3 separate regions of the Sus scrofa genome follow, and all the other regions are linked to region 3. Evidence: chromatin contacts called from public Hi-C and HiChIP or PLAC-seq data. All regions are on one chromosome and are shown on one strand. Each heading gives the region's core, a stretch centred on a gene start, on an enhancer-like site or on the middle of the called end of the contact. The rest is flanking DNA. Distances are from core to core; before and after follow the strand shown.

Evidence for each region. A called contact is a pair of places that touch in the nucleus more often than the background predicts. HiChIP or PLAC-seq counts read pairs in DNA pulled down with a chosen protein or histone mark.
Region 1: an H3K27ac HiChIP or PLAC-seq map of alveolar macrophages shows a contact between it and region 3. The contact joins the promoter of EPS8L3 here to the promoter of AHCYL1 in region 3. A contact is called at or near these places in 3 of 5 promoter capture datasets (fetal liver, fetal skeletal muscle and liver), 17 of 47 Hi-C or Micro-C datasets (blood, fetal heart ventricle, fetal liver and 6 more) and 2 of 2 datasets of contacts at active chromatin or transcription factors (alveolar macrophages and skeletal muscle).
Region 2: a Hi-C map of embryonic fibroblasts shows a contact between it and region 3, with 4 times the contacts expected there. The contact joins the enhancer-like site here to the promoter of AHCYL1 in region 3. A contact is called at or near these places in 4 of 5 promoter capture datasets (fetal skeletal muscle, liver and skeletal muscle), 25 of 47 Hi-C or Micro-C datasets (adipocytes, adipose tissue, alveolar macrophages and 15 more) and 2 of 2 datasets of contacts at active chromatin or transcription factors (alveolar macrophages and skeletal muscle).

Annotation. Positions count from the first base shown.
Region 1 is chr4:110,310,201-110,313,242 of Sscrofa11.1, forward strand. EPS8L3 (epidermal growth factor receptor kinase substrate 8-like protein 3) reads left to right here and starts at 1,333. Exons shown (of 19, transcript XM_021090056.1): 1 at 1,333-1,501; 2 at 1,766-1,905.
Region 2 is chr4:110,284,820-110,288,078 of Sscrofa11.1, forward strand. No RefSeq gene overlaps it. Among named protein-coding and RNA genes, the nearest start is that of EPS8L3, 25 kb to the right of the region's middle. Within about 2 kb of position 1,437, at least 21 of the 83 cell types and tissues checked have an H3K27ac peak or open chromatin away from gene starts, as enhancers often do. A contact at or near this core is called in adipose tissue, alveolar macrophages, embryonic fibroblasts and 2 more, where this site is marked.
Region 3 is chr4:110,130,952-110,134,198 of Sscrofa11.1, forward strand. AHCYL1 (adenosylhomocysteinase like 1) reads right to left here and starts at 1,875. Exons shown (of 17, transcript NM_001201381.1): 1 at 1,478-1,875. The coding sequence starts at 1,597.

The DNA.
Region 1 (3,042 bases), core at 83-2,582, 180 kb after region 3:
ATTTCCAGTGTGTCTCCTAGGATGGAGCGTAGTGCCTGGCAGACAGGAAGCCCTCCGTATAGAGAATGAATGACTCTAACAATGAACGGACGAATGAATGAATGAAGTGCCTTGGGCTGCACAGGCTCATCATTCAAGGAGATGCCTCCTGAGTCCCTAATTCCTTCCCCTTCCACCTGTGTCCTGGCTCCGGGTGCCCCAGACAAAGAACTGCTTTGACACTTGAACTTTCTTTGTGCAGAAGCATCAGCCTTGGCCCCCCAATCCCTGGGGCCTGGCACCTCCAGCCTTCCCAATGCCCCTCTTCCCTGGAGTGGTTCCACAATGCCTCGTGCTGACGAAGCCCCAGGCCCAGCCCCACCCAAGCTGCAGAGGGCTCCTTCCACCGCTTCCTATCGGACCCTGCAGATGCAGGATGCGGACCCAGGGACAGGCTGGGGGAAGGACAGGGCCTGGCCTCAGCTGGGCAGGGACAACAGTCACAGCGGGGCACCCGGGCTGTCCTATCCTGAAAGAGGCTGAAGGACTGAGAGCCTGTGTTCCAGGGAGCAGAACAGCCAGGGAGGTCAGGAGGGCTGGTTCCAGGAGGCCACGGTGGGGGCTGGCCCCGCAGGCACCTGATCCCTGGGCTCCTAAAGCGGCTGCTCTGTGGACCCTCTCAGGTGAGGCAGGCCCCCGGCCAGGGTCCCACCCTGGACTCCAGTCCACCCAGGGCAGTGTGGGCTGGGATGGGGGTGGGGCAGGGGAGCCGGCTGAGGTCTCCTGGGATGGCACAGGAAGCTGAGGCTGACGGGCACAGGCTCTGTTCCCAGACCCCAGGACTCCCCTTCGCAGATCCTAACCCTCCCGGGGCCGGAGACCCACCACCCCTCGAACACAGGCACTTCCCTCCCTCCCTCCTGCTTTGCCCCCGTGGCTTCTGTTTATAACCTGCCTCCCTTGTGGGACTGTGAGCCCCCAGAGGGCAGGCAGCCTGGGTGCCGAGCTTTCAGATAACACGAAGTACGAGGCTTGGGACGGGGCGGGCCTCGCTTTCTCATCTCTGCTGAAGCCACCCAGGCTCAGCCAGAGGCCAGAGGGCATGGGGAAGGGTGGGGAGGGAAGGAAATGCCCTTGAGAGGAAGGGAAAGAATGGCGAGGGAGGGGGCTCCCTGCCGGGTCCGAGGGGACAGAAGAAAGGGTGGGATGAGGCGGGCTCTGCCAGGAAGAAATCTCAGCGCTGTGTGTCATGCCCACGGCAGTCCCAGCCCTCAGCGCCCGTCTCCTCCTATGAGATCCACCTGCTGCTCACAGGCACCACCTGGGCACACACGATCACACACTCACATGTGCCGCACGCACCGGCACACACGCCAGCCTTCGGTTGCCCCAGGCTGGGGTCCACCTGCAGCCGCCCCCCACCTGGGCCCTGACCGCAGAAGCTGGGCTTGGCCCAGCCCGGGTGCCCTCTTCTTTTGGTCTCCGCCCTCGTGCCTGATGCTGATCTGGGGTCTCAGAGGAGGTACCCAGGAGGCAGGGGGAAGCGGGGCCCTCACACTAATGCCAGAGGCAAGCAGAGGAAGAAGCTGGGAAGCAGGGGTCTCTGGTTAAGCCTGGAACACCCATCGGCACAGGCACTGCCACGGGCCCCAGGCTTTGGCGCTGGGCAGGTGGTGGCCTAGGAGGCCTCCCTTCCACCCTCCCCTCACCCCCCCGCCAGAGTCCAAAGAGCACAGGTGTGGCTTCCTCAGGGCCTCACCACCATAAGGCCTGCCTGCTCCATCAGGGCTCGCTGGATCACAGGACCTCTACCTGCGGCCACGCCACTAGCGGAGAAGCCACTGCCTTCCCATCCGGAGCCCCAGACCACCGGCTCAGACACCTGCTCCTTCAGGGGACCAGCCACCAGTCCCCACTGGAACCCAGGTAAGGGCCTGGCCCTCAGGAAGATCAGGGCCCAGCCGAGCCTTGGGGGATCCCAGGGCTTTGGAGGCAACTCAGTGGCTTCCCAGGCCAGGGTCTCCAGCCCATTCTCAGATGTAGCCAGAAGGAGGAAGCCCAAGACGGGCTTGGGGCTCAGCCTCGGGTGAGCCAGCCGGAGAGGAGGGCTCCAGAGTATCTCTGGGCTGCTTCTCTCAGGGTCTGTGATGCAGACATGAACTCTTTCCCTGCTCCAAGCTCCTAAATTTGGGGAAATCGGGCTGCTACAGCCCCCGTTCCCAGGGGCAAGGCAGACCAGAGTCAGCCCCCACTTCCCCCCCACCTCTCATCCCCCATCGCCCCTCTGCCACCTTGAGGGTCTCCCCATCCCCTGTCTCCTTGGCAGACTCTTGAGCGCAGATGTTTTCCTGGACTTGCCACAGAGACCCACAGGGACCATCCTGGAGTGGGTGTGTGGGGGGGGGCACTGGTGGGTAGGGAGAGGTGCCAACCTCAGCAGAGCACAGTTTCTCTGTCTTCTGGATCTAGAAGCAGGAAGTGCTGCAGCCTGAGAGGTGGAGCTGCGGGTGGTGGGGGCAGGCTTTGGGAACCCCGTACCCTTGGAGAGGACAGGGATCCTTCCAAACAACGGAAGCAGAAACCCGGCCGCCCCTCCACGGTCCCTGAATTGTTTACTAGCAACTCATTTCCCCAACACTGAGTCACCTTATCAGCTCCTCTGCTATTTTCATAGCAGTCCTCGTAATAGGGGTGTGGGCTGTTCTCTGACACTTTGCCCGGGATATTCCAAGGTTTCTGGACAACTCAGATGCACCACGCAGATGCCCAGACACTCACACCACCGACACCCTGGTCATGATGCACACACATCTCGTGGAAGTCACACACGCCCCTGACCCTCACGCTCCACCGACTCCTGCTCCACCCCGCGCACACGCACGCACCGCATTTACCTCCCTTCCGTGTCAACATAAACGTCTTCTAGACCCTCCTTCTGGGCCAGGAGGGCACTGGAGGGTACAGTGGGGACAAGATCAGTCTGTCCTCAGGCGGTCACAGCCCGGGGACCGAGGCCCATAACAGTTTGAGCATAGCGTTTGCAGTCAGACCTGGCTGGTTTCA
Region 2 (3,259 bases), core at 187-2,686, 150 kb after region 3:
ACGCAGCTAGTGTCATCCAGCCCCAAATTCCAGGGTCCTCCCCCCTTACCAGCCCCCAAGCAGCCTATGATGCTGGGCAGCCTGTGATGCTTTGCACAGGAAACCGCCCAGTGTTGCAACTGCTCCCAGAAAGGGGTCAGTGTTTCCATGGGCCAAGCCTGGTGACCCTCAGCCACCAGGTGACACTCAGGGCGGGAGGCCAGAACCCCAAACCCTCTGCCTTCCTCTTTCCCCGACAGGGCCAAAGAAGGGGTTTCACGAATCATTCAGATCCCAGAAGCTTATTCTGCTTCTCAGCAAGCGACCTCAGGAAGTTACTCGATCCTCTGCAAAACGGTTTCTTTTCTAAAATTAGAAGATTTGTACTGACCTAGTTCAGAGAGTATTTATGAGGAATGCATGAGAGTAAACAGGTAAAAATGGTTGGTGGGAAATGCTTGGTACCTGCTAACAGCAGCAGTGGCAGGAGCTGGGACACTATCATTTTCCCCATCACCATCTTCCCCTTCTGCTCAGGGCCTGGCATGCAAGCGGGCAGAGGTTGGTGCCAGTTGGAGGAACATTATAGTCCCCGGTAGTGACTGGCTTGTGTCATGAGGGCCTCTGGTGCCAAAGGAACTCATCTACTAAGGATTCTGTGGAAGAGCCTTAGTTTTCCAGAAGCTGGGCTCAGGGGATGGAAAAGCAGCTCTGTGGGTTTCCGAGCCTGTCTAAACACATGTGCTTCCAATTGGCGCTCCTGGCCTGGAACTCCCCAGTGCCAGGCCCAGGCCGGTGCCCCCCACCCTGAATCATGCTGGGCCCCTGCCCTGGGCCGGACCCGGGCCCCTCCGTGTTAGGTTGCTTTCTCCCCGCCGTTTCTCAGCCCCATCCCTCGGAGTGGGAAGAGCTGGCCAGGCCAGCCCCAGGCCCCCTCCCAAATCTGTCTGAAAGCCCCAGCCCAGAGAAGAGCATCTTAAGGAGGTCTGGGGGGTGGGGTGGGGTGGAGACGAAGGCCGAGGTGGAGGGGGCATGGATTCGCCAGCCCTGCCACTCGGCCCCTGCCCCCGACGCAGCGGCTCCAGTTATCCTGTGGGGTCAGGATGCCGTTTCTGCCGAGTCATCCTTTCCTGCCCAGAGGGATCCTGGCCCACAGCCACATTCCTAGTGGGGTCTGAGCACCACAAGGTACAGAAACTTCCTTTCTCACCAGACCCCCAGCTCTGCAGCCCTGTACACAGGCTGGTCTCTCAGCAGCCTCTGCTGGCAGCAAACACACTCTTCCAGGTCCGTGTGTGTGTGTGTGTGTGTGTCCCCCTGGATCTCTGGCCCACCCTGGACCCTGAGCTCCAGCAGCAAAGACCGTCCCACAGGGAGGGCAGCAGCTAGTGTGCCCGTGTCTGAGGGGAGGGAGGAGGCCAGAGGGCAAGTGAGGAACTATTAAAAATTCCTGCCACTGGGGGTCCAGCATCCCCACTGAGAAAGAGCCTACTGGCCCCAGAGAGGCCTGGGCAGGACCAGATCTCAAGCCAGAGGTGGCAAAAACATCTAGACTTTAGCCCAAGGGCCCTTGGCGCGCCCCCACCCAGCAAGTCCAGCACCCCGGATAGTGCAAAACATCAGTGTCCTTGGACAAGCAAGCCAGGTCACACCTCCTGCAGAGCCCTGATTTCAGGAACGTGTTGGAGTGCCTGCCGTGAGCCAGGCGCTGTACTAGCCCCCGGCCCCAACGCAGAGGACAAGGTAGATGTGGCCAAATCCCTGATGTCTCTCCCATCTTTTTCAGGCCCACCGCCCTTGCCTGCAGGCCCCTGTTCTCATCACGGCCCGCTTGGGTTACTCAGTTCCCCGCTTCCAGCTCTGCGATCTTGAGCAGGTTACTTCAACTCTCTGGGCCTCCATGGCCTCATCTGGAAAATGGAGCCCAGCTCATACCTACTGTAGGGATATTAAGAGAGGGACACGCGTTGAGGTATGTAAAATATTTAAGACCGTTCCTGGCATAAAGAGCTCAATGTGTGCGTGTGTGTTCCTGACTCCGAGCATGGGCTCAGGCTGTCCTCTACCCGGAATGTTGGTCCCCCTTTCTGCAGGGACCTGGAAATCCAGACTTGGCAGAGTTTCTACCAGAGGGGACCAAAGGGGGACCCAGCCTCAGCTCAGGCCACCAAAAGTACCGTGGAGTATTTTCCTGATTGACAAGGGTTTTCCACAGCCTGTGAGGCAGATGACGGAAGGGGCTCAGGGAGGTAAGACACCTGCCTGAGGTTGCAGCCTTAGTACTGGAGCTGAGTGTGGAGTCTGGATCTCCTTACTGCAGGTGGCATCGTCCCTGCCACAGCCCACAGAGCTGGTCCCCAGGGAACTGCAGACACCCTGAGGCTGTCCTCAGAATCTCAAAACTCCCCCAAGGCTCAGTGCCTGGAGGATGGGGCCTTCCTGGCCTCCAGAGACCCTGGGATCAGCAGGCTGGGTCTCCCAGAGCCAGACAGGGCCACAGGACAGGGGGCGCTGGGCTGGCAGAGCCCTGAAGAGGGCCCCGCAGGAAGAGCTCAGCCCAGGAAACTCTGAGCAATGCCGGCAGACCACAGGGCCCCAAGCTTCCTGCCCTCTCCACACAGGCTGCCCTGTCAACGTCAACAGGTTTGTGAAACCCTGCCGGGCGGGCAGTGGGAACTCAAGGGGCCCCAGGGTTCACTGACTGTGGTCACCCTGTTCTTTTGCAGCCCAGGAGAAGGTGGCTTTCTAAAGACAGCCATCCACGCTGTAATGGAATCCAGCTGCTGTGGGAGACGGGCACCTGACAGTAACCCCATCATGCCCAGGGCACCTGACAGTAACCCTGGGCTCTTCCCTGTAGGCCCAGATTTCCTAGGCCCCTGTGGACACAGGGAACCCCTAGACACAGACTTAGGGTGGTATCTGTGCATCAAGGACTTCGGAGTGAGAGATCACATGGACCATACACCCAGTTCATAGCTTTGTTAGCTGTGTAACTTTGGGCAGGTTGGTTACCCTCTCTGTGCCTCAGTTTCCTCCTGTGTCAAAGGGCAATAAAAAGCTCCTACCTTGTTTTGAGGATGACATAGAATAATGTACTTGGAAGGTCTGGCACAGTATCTGACACACAATAAGCTCTTGAAAGATAGAAGCTGCTGGTTTAGTAACCACTGCAGTGGCAACAGAAAATTGAAGTGCCAGTGTGATTGCATTTCTTTGATTTTGGAATTGTAATTAATGCCATCCAGACCCAATCGACTACACTTGAAGCAAGTCGATG
Region 3 (3,247 bases), core at 625-3,124:
CACAGGTATTATCCTTAAGCATTCTGCTTTTAAAGACTGTGACTTTGTCTCCAAATAGTGCAGATTACCAAGAGGTACTGCCCCAACAAAGCAGTCAGCTGAACTGAAAGCACTACAAATCGGGTTAATCAGACTAGAATCAAGGGACCTTGCACAACACTTTTGAAGGCATTCTATTGGTAAAATCTAAATTTTATGGGAAGACAGAGCTAAACCACACAATGGTACCCTGTCTTTTCAATCTTGCATTTGATTTCTGGAATAGTAGATTAATTTCTTTTAAAAAAAAATCATCTCTCCCACTTATGACAGCTTAACTCGTTCATCCTGAAGGACTGTAACTATTCCTGTGAACCCTGCTTTGTGCAGCTTATACAAACAGTGCTTCCCATCAGACACTGTAGGCAGAGATAGCCTTGAAACTCTGTCTTTATACAGGAGGGAAATGTCTATTCAGGTTTTTGCTGGTTTCAGAAAGGTCACCTCTCTGCAAAGGTTCTCTGGTCTAGGGTTAACTGCGTGCCAGGTATGCAGAAGGTCAAGGACTATTCGGCAGCAATGCTCAGAAAGTACTAGGGATCCTAATTCAGCCGCTCAGAGAGTTGGTTAGATTCAAACCTCCAAAGGTTGCCATTTAATCTTCCACGAAAAGAGAATGCGAAAGACGTCCTTAGAGCTCAACCCACAGCACAAGAGACTAAACTTGTTCTGCCTCCTAAGTGCAGTTAAGAATGAGCAATCGTTCCTTACCTCCCACCCCTCCAACCCACCCAGGCTCCTTTCTTTAGGGATGTCTCAGTGATCTATGGGCATGACTCTACGATCAACCTGTATCCATGACAGTGTCTATCACCAACCTCCAAATGTTAATTTCTTACATACGTCGAAGCAACTCGATGACCACAGAAGATGAAAATCAAAGTTTTCTTTTCAATTTCAATTTGCCCTCACAGTTTTCACCTGCATACAAGAGCTAGCTCCACGCATTTTTTCATCTTGCCTCCAAGATCACACGTAGTTGTTGGATAAACCGACCACAGCTCCCAAAGATGTGCCCAAAGAAACACTATCAGATTTACCCACTCACTTGACGGGAGATTTCCCGTACACTCTCATCCCCTGGGGCTGGTCACCGGGGTCAACTGAATTGGTTCACCCCCTCCCAGTCCCGTCTCCGAGGCCCTTCAGCCAAGAAAAGTCAGCCGCAAATTTAAGGCCCGGCCCTGCCGGGTTTCGAAAAGATCCCGAAGGATTAGGGCCGAGGGACAAAGGAAAGTGAGGTCAGGGGCGGCCTTTCCAGCTGGGGATAGGCCTGGGGCCGCTCACCCGCCACCCCTTACACGACCTCCGCCGTCCCGGGTCCCTCAAACCTCGCCCCTGAAGTCCCGAACTTGCTGGAGCCCGGACTCGGGGCTCGCTCGCGCCCCTTCCGCGAGGCCCCCGCCCGTACCCCCGCCGCCACCCAGAGCCCCCGCACCTTCTTGGGCGCCTTGGTGACGGTGGCCATGAAGGAGTACTTCTCGGCGTCCTCGATCTCCTTGGCCTGCTTCAGCTCCTCCCCGACACCGGGCAGCGGCATCGCGTCAGGCATCGACATCCCCCGGCCGGCCCGGCCCGCGGCTGCCCCACCACCCCCGCCTCTTTCCCTCACGGGCGCCCGCCCGCCCGCCCGCGCGGCGCCCTCGGACACGCGCTCGCCCACCCTCCCGCCGGGCCCCGCGCCGAGCTGCGGCCGGTGCCGAGGTGCTGGAGCCGGCGCCTCGTCGGCTCGGCGGTCCAAGGCAGCGGGACTGCTACGGCGGCCACAGGAGCGCCAGAATCAGCAACCCGGAGCTCCGACCAGCCCGCGCCGCCACCTCCGCCGCACGCAAATACGCACGCAAAGTAAGGGTAGAGGGCGGTGACGCCACGTCGGGTACTGGCAGCTCCAGGCGGGCGGGGGAGAGGCGTGGAGAAACGGCGCTCTGTCATGACGTCACCACTTTGGACTGGGCCGCCAGAAGCCAGCCCTTTCCTCCTAGCTCGCGGGTGATGAAGCTTCTGCGGGGAGCTGGACCCTTCGCGTCGCCAGGTGGCGCCATCCGCCCTGTGAGTGGCGCGTGGTTCCTGCAAGGATGCCGAGGAACAGGCGGCGGGGTGTGTGAGGCGGGGTCTTTGGAGGGCGCGGGATCCCAGGCAAGGCCTCAGAAGGGTGAGGGATGCTTGGGAGCAAGGACCAGAGCCTTGCAGTACACAGCCTAGAGCCAGTCCTAGGAAACTTCTGGGGCCCGAGCTGTAGCCCACTCACTCACTGCTCCCACCCAGGCCCTTTGAACCACAAGCCCCTTTTCAAGGGGCTGCTACTTTGAGACTTTAAGGGTGGCCAGAAGGGTCCCCAGAGCAGTGTGGTGTCTTCACCGCCCTTTGTGACCTCGCCTGCCCCGGTCTCTCCTGGGCCTTGCTTGTTTACAAGACCTTGTCGACTTAAAAAAAATGCTCAGCCTGAAAGTTGAGAGTTAAGTTTTATTTGGGGCAAAATTCAGACGTAAGCCCCGGGGACAGCATCTCAGGTAGCCCTGAGAAACCGCTCTAAGGAGGTGAGGGGGGAGCTAGGTGAGATATATAGGCGTTTTTGCTACAAAGAGCAGATTGCAGGAACAAAAGTAGTCTGGGCTCACTGAAATCATGCCCTTGATATGCACCTCAGCTTTAGGGGCCCAGTATCCTGAGTTTTCATAGCCCTTGGGGGCTCACCAGCTCACCCTTGGAGGTGACTACTAGAGGTGGCTGCATTCTTCACAGGTCACTGTGACATCTCTTCTTCTGTCCACTGAAGTACAGCCTGGTGGGGCGTGGGGTGGGTGGTATTTCAGAAGGGGAAAGGGAGAATAGCAGGATATATGCAATTAAGGTGAAGGGGGAGGTGCATACGGCCATGCACACACATTTACACAAGTTTCTTGCTGGCCTCTTGAAGGTCACTACTAGTCCCAAGGAGCAGACACCACCCTGAAGGATTTTAGAGTTTTTCCAGATACGAGGAGGTGCAAGAATTAGGCACATAAAATCTTCTCCTAAAAATAATGTATCTGAAGACCTGTTCTTCCAGTTTTCCCAGAGTGCCTCACTCCTGATCTCCACCCTGAGCTCCGCTCAGAGGGTGCTTCGGGTCAGCAGCTGTAATCCATGTAGAGGATGACGGCAAGCGCCAAACCTCAGTTCACTACCTTCATATGGCAGAGCTGATGGAATAGGGCTATGGGTCAGG